Linked DNA regions of Mus musculus: region 1 is linked to region 2. A link is a contact called in public promoter capture Hi-C data. All regions are on one chromosome and are shown on one strand. The core of a region is the stretch at or near the end of the contact, and the rest is flanking DNA. Distances in the headings are between cores, read along the strand shown. Region 1 overlaps Aopep (aminopeptidase O). Region 2 overlaps Fancc (Fanconi anemia, complementation group C).

The links. Capture Hi-C pulls out chosen DNA fragments and counts their contacts.
Region 1: a promoter capture Hi-C map of liver shows a contact between it and region 2. The contact joins two enhancer-like sites. A contact is called at or near these places in 6 of 39 promoter capture datasets (the C10 cell line, the HPC-7 cell line, cranial neural crest and 3 more), 1 of 15 datasets of contacts at CTCF or cohesin (embryonic stem cells), 16 of 484 Hi-C or Micro-C datasets (3T3-L1-derived adipocytes, CD8 central memory T cells, the F1.1 cell line and 8 more), 6 of 115 datasets of contacts at active chromatin or transcription factors (the NIH/3T3 cell line, T-cell acute lymphoblastic leukemia, astrocytes and 3 more) and 4 of 9 other capture datasets (adipose tissue, embryonic stem cells, liver and 1 more).

What each region holds. Positions count from the first base shown.
Region 1 is chr13:63,153,525-63,156,224 of GRCm38.p6, forward strand. All of the region lies in intron 5 of Aopep (aminopeptidase O), which reads left to right. Among named protein-coding and RNA genes, the nearest start is that of Gm30409, 23 kb to the left of the region's middle. Within about 2 kb of position 1,422, at least 117 of the 459 cell types and tissues checked have an H3K27ac peak or open chromatin away from gene starts, as enhancers often do. A contact at or near this core is called in adipose tissue, cortical neurons, liver and 1 more, where this site is marked.
Region 2 is chr13:63,330,014-63,332,849 of GRCm38.p6, forward strand. Fancc (Fanconi anemia, complementation group C) reads right to left here. Exons shown (of 15, transcript NM_007985.3): 9 at 1,828-1,880; 10 at 508-607. Among named protein-coding and RNA genes, the nearest start is that of Mir3074-1, 30 kb to the left of the region's middle. Within about 2 kb of position 1,573, at least 55 of the 459 cell types and tissues checked have an H3K27ac peak or open chromatin away from gene starts, as enhancers often do. A contact at or near this core is called in adipose tissue, cortical neurons, liver and 1 more, where this site is marked.

The DNA of each region.
Region 1 (2,700 bases), core at 172-2,671, 180 kb before region 2:
TTCCAAATTGAATTCCTCCCTCAGGAAGGGAGCAGCTTCTGGGAGTCACAAAGGCCTCCTTCCTTCTCTGCTGGAGGCATGTTTTAAATTAATGGACACAACACTCTAATCTGGCTGGGTGGGTCGCATTAAGGAGCAGTAGAGGGACAGTTTTCAGGCTGGGCGTGATACAAGCTTCAGGCATCTAGTACACTTGTCCTCTGCAGAGGAGTGGCCAGCCTCCACCATGCTGGGAAAGTGAGGAGCATAGATCTGCTGAGGCTCTCAGCAGCCCAGGCCTGCCTATTTCACACACACACACACACACACACACACACACACACACACACACACACACACACCTATAGCACAGAGCATGTGGCAGAGAATTCAAGAGAGGGGCTGTTACTTTGAGATTTAAAATGGCAATCCTGCATAACTCTCATCTGGAAAAACAATACATTCAATGACTTATGGTTTAAGAAAGCAAAACAATAACAACAAAATCTTTGCTCTTAGTGTGAAGATGTTAGCAATGTGATTATCTTCCTTGAGGTAGGTGATCCCTCTTCCAGGGCATAAGAATTCCAGGGGTTTTGACAGAAGGGAAGCCTGAGCCGATTGCTTGGGTCTGAGAATACAGGATTGGACTGTGCACCTGTGAGTGGGCCTTGCATACCAAACCAAGGTCATGGTAGCCTAGACATTCTAAAAGCTCTCTGTTGTGGGGTGCTGTCTATGCTAAGGGACCTACTAGCAAAGGGACATTGACTGTTGATCCTCAAAGTGGACTGAGGTGTGTTGTTTTCTTTACTAGCTACTGAGGAAAACGATGCTTTAAAACGTCTATGTACCTTGAGTAAGTGATTCTGACATTCAGAGTCAGAAAGAGGGAAGGAAAGTTGTCGTTATCCCTTATGTCCCAAGTTTGCTTAACACCCTTGAGGGTAGTCACTGAAAGCTTGAAAGCAGGGTCGGTCCCACATGGACATTGGCTACCGGGAGAGCTCTGAGTGATAACAGAGTTATTGTATCATGTGTGACAACCTATCTTCACACTTCCTTCTTCCCCACAGAACAGTAGGAAATTGGTTACTGTTGACTGGGAAGAAAGGGCTGAGGGTAGGAAATGGGAACTTTAGACAGATCTCTATAGATCTGTCCTTAGTACATCCCAGAGGCACCCCCAGTTCAGGAAGGTGAGGAGAGAAGTCTGGTGGAGATGACTGTTCATGGGAAACAAACTGGAAGATGGAAAATGAAGCTCACTCCCCACCAGCCACTCATGTGAATTCTTCCATCTCTTCTGGAATAGTCATTCACATGGGCCCCCATTGGAACAAAGCAGTGGACCCCAGTCAGGGGCAGTCCCTCTACAAGTCCACACATCCCCTTTTGAACCTTCCTGGCTTGAGACAGAGTCAGCTGTCTGATCTCTGCCCACATGGCCATGGCTGTCACAGTGGCCACTGGACCCTTTCCAGAGATGAGCCTGCTCATACAGTCTGAAGTTACTCTGTTTTGTTTTAGCTAACGGGTGCACTGCTGCCAGCAGTATGTCTGGAATGTTATTTACTTGTGCATTTCTGTGGCTTTTCGTGTAGCATCACACTTGGTGGAGCCAGGGGTCATTCATTTGAGAATGCCAGGCTGTGCCACTTTTGTCTTTCTTGGTAAGGTAAAGGGGAGGCTGGCTCCTGTGCTGGGAGGTTCCCTCCCTCCCTGCCTGCCTTCTTACATTTTTGTCTGAGCTGGTAATCTGTTTGACTCTTGGTGCCTGTTGTACCGCACCCCTTTTTCCTCAGTGCCTCAACTCTGCTTTTAATATGTGGGGTTTCTGTGGGCTTTCCGGAAAGCCTGGCAGATGCTTTTTCATTTGCGTGCCTGCCCTGTTATTACTTCACATGAAAGCTGTCTATTTTGGCAGTCCTGACTCCTGCGATTGCAATTTAGCTCTCTGAGCTGAATGGGTGATATTGTGCAAGGGAAATATAGGTGGGGGTTTTCTCTAATGGGGGCTGTGGGGGCGGACCAAAAATCTGCATGCTGCTGTCTTGGCTTGTGCAGAGCTGACATGATGGCAAACAAATAGGTTTTGAAAGAAGGAGCTCAATCCTTAGTTTGGGAGTTCTCACAACTCGCTTGCTTTAATTGATAGATTTGTTTTTAAAGAACAAATTCTTCATTAGGAAGGACATAAACAAGTTCTAGATAAATGCTAAAGGCTGAAGGTGGAAGCAAAGCGAAGATCCTGTCTGTCTGTCTGTCCTTTCTGACAGCCGCTTCCTCCCACATCATCTCTGCAGTTTTAATCATGGTATTTGGAGTCACAGAAGAAACTATGGAAACTGAGATTAGATGAGTTGGTATCTGGTGCCAACCCTTAGGCCATTTGCACCCCTGGGACGGATAGTGTCCACCTTTCACTCTCGGGGTCCCTGGTCACATGCGTCTGTAAGGGCTTGCAGCTTACATGGAGAGTTTTTGTTTACAGGCACAGGGCTCTTCTCCGGGCTACCCCAGAGTCTCCCCTTTGAGTGTTAACTCCACAGTCAGCTCTAGTGTGAAATGGAAGATTTGGGGTTCTATTCTTTTCAGCTTTTCCTGGCCTTCCAAGTGAATTCCTGATTTGCCTGTGAGCTACTAGAATTTTTGGCTGAACAACTTCTTTGATCATTCTCGTGACAGCATGGACTTTGCATTCTCACACCTGTTCTTCTT
Region 2 (2,836 bases), core at 323-2,822:
CTGAAGCTCTGCTGGGAATAAAGACAGTGATCACTGAGAGCGCCCAGTGTGCCATTCCTATAGTACATCCTGGGTAGACTCCATGTCTCTTATTGGCCACAAGGCCAAATGCAAACAGAAGGACAAACACAGAGGGCCAGGGGGAATTCTCCCCCTAGAGAGCTGGCCAATGTGAAGCCACACTCAGGCACAGCAGTGGGCAGATGGTTCTAGGAACAGGGCATGGGGAAGAAAGACAAACTCCTAAGTTATTTTTAGTGAAAATGTTTCATCTCCACAGGAGTGGTCTTTTGGAAGCTTTCTTTGTGAACAAGACTCCACTAACATTTCTGAAAACAAGGCTGGGAGCGTAGCCAGTGTCAGAGCATGCGCCTAACACGTGTGAGGCTGTGGGTGGTCTCCAACACCAGAAAAATAAAGATCCTTTCAGCTCGTTACCAAATGCCTGTAGCAGCAGTAGCCGGCTTCACTCTGAAGTGACTAAGCAGCATCCCCCGGGTGAGGTACCTGCTTGTTTTCTTTTTTCAGAGCTTCTACCAAGCACGATGTGAAAACCTGAAGAGCAGCTAGTACTTCTGGGGCTCCGTCAGTTTCCAGCAGCACAAACCTGAACAAAGCAAAGGGAGGTGACAGCACCCTGCTGCTCCACACACAATGCAAGCCCATTAGTTCATCAGACTGCAGCTCCTGAGTGAAGGCAGGAGGGAGCAGCCACCCTTCCAGCCTCTCTCATATGGCCTTCCCATGGGTACTTCGGTGTTCACAAACCAGACAGTGCTAGCAACAAGTGTTCTGCTTTTACCAGTGAGGACAGAGCTGCCTGGAGAGTGGAGATTCCAACACACACAGTCAGAATCACCAGAGTGGGGCTGTGGAATTAGATGTCCTTGGTTTAGTTTCCGTGCCCTTTTACACAACTAACTTTTCTTTTTGTTTAAAGAAAGAAATCTCAAACTTGATTATCCCGAAACAAAAACAATAACATGTCTTCTTATACCTGTGGCCATTTAAGTTAAGAGTTGGTATGTTTCAAGAGCAACACAAATGGTAAGGTATTGGTTGTAAAAATTCCTTTCCTGTGTTGGGGCTTGATGGCGCTTGCCTTTAATCCCAGCATTCAGGAGGCAGAGGCAGAGGCAGGTGGGTCTCTGAGTTTAAGGCCACAAACAAACAAACAAACACTCCTTTTCTAGGTCTGGAGAAATGGCTCAGTGGTTAAGAGCACTTGCTGGTTTTTCAGACCACTTGAATTCCATTGCCAGCATCCGTATCAGGCAGCTCACAACCTTCCGTAACTAGCTCCTGGGTCCAACACCTCTGACCTTAGTGTATCTATAGGAATCCATAGGTGCCAACTCTCATGACTTCGGAGCAGAGCCAACTGGTGTGTTACACACTTCTTGTTACTGGTCCTTTAAACAAAGCACAAGTTCCTAGGACCTAGTCTTTCAAATAAAAACACCATTCTGCTGAAATGTGGCGTTTCCTCTGTCTTTCAGAGAGTTCTTTCTGTTCAAAATAGTTTTGTGCCTTTTGGCTTTCTTTAGGTCTGTGACAAAGCCCAGCCAGCCCTCATGTGGTGAAGGGCTGTACTGCATCTTTACTTGGAGCTGGGACAAACGCTGCATGGATATTTCAGTACCCAAATGAATCCCACTTCTCTACCTCATTTGAGTATAAACAGGTTAAAGAATGCCACCACACTCCGGAGGCTGTCTTTTCAATGCACAGCAACTTCTGAGTTTTCACCCCTAACTACCAAGAGCGCAAACCTCTACGTTCCCACACCAGCCAGAGACCAACTGTTCCCAAAGACAGTATATTTACCTGAACATTTCATCAACAATTCTGAAGATGGCAGGTTGGCAGGCTGCTTGAGGCTATAAAAAGAAAAGACCATGAAACAGAGAAATACAAGAGGAACCTATCAATAACAACTTTGGATTATTAGGCAAACGAGAAGTTTGGGGCTGCTCCAGAAAAGTGACACATTCCATTAGGTTAAGAAAAGAAAAAGTACTTGGTACCCAGAAAAACCCATAAAATGCCAGCAGTGGTTCTCTCTGAGCATGGGCTGTGGGCAAACTTTATTTACTTATTTTGTATTCCTGTTATATACCACATTTTCTATAGTAAGCCTGTATGTAAGAATAAGTTTCATGAGTGGTTAAGAAGCACTTTATGACAACAGGACTCAGGCCCTACTCAGCAGCACACTCCACCTGCTGACCTTCACCATCCACCTCCCCACCATCCTCGTCCCATAGTTGGTAATGAGCACCTAAGAATCAGGTGGCCACCACTATTGGGTACAGTTAGCAGTTAATGGAAAGTACAGCCACGTGACACCCGGTGAAAGCTCCCCAATCTTTTCTAGAATACCCTGTCAGTAGGATTTAATGGTTTCAGTCTATAGAAACTGGCTTCCTGAGGCCTAGGAAGAGCCTGCTTACTTATATTTTTAGTCAGAGCTTAAAACTTGAGTTTATGATAGATTTTTTTAAAAAGCCTATTTGTATTATAAAACATTTCACAATGGCATCCAGAGATAAGTAGGCCAGGCTCCAATAAAGGGAATTTCTGGAGTAATTTTGTGTTTGCTATGACTAGCTTTGGGAAACATTTTTTTTCTAGCCACCTTGGATCCTGTGCATCACTTTTCTGACTTTTCTGAACCACCCTGAAGAAAGTTGAGTGTTTCTTTGGCTTTCCCACTTAATAGTTAATTCTGCCATGGCAGCTTAACTTGCAACATGGAGTATGTGCCATCTAGTGGCCATACATGACCATTACAGGCTGCCACACAAATGATGGGAGGCTGTCCTTTTCATCAAAG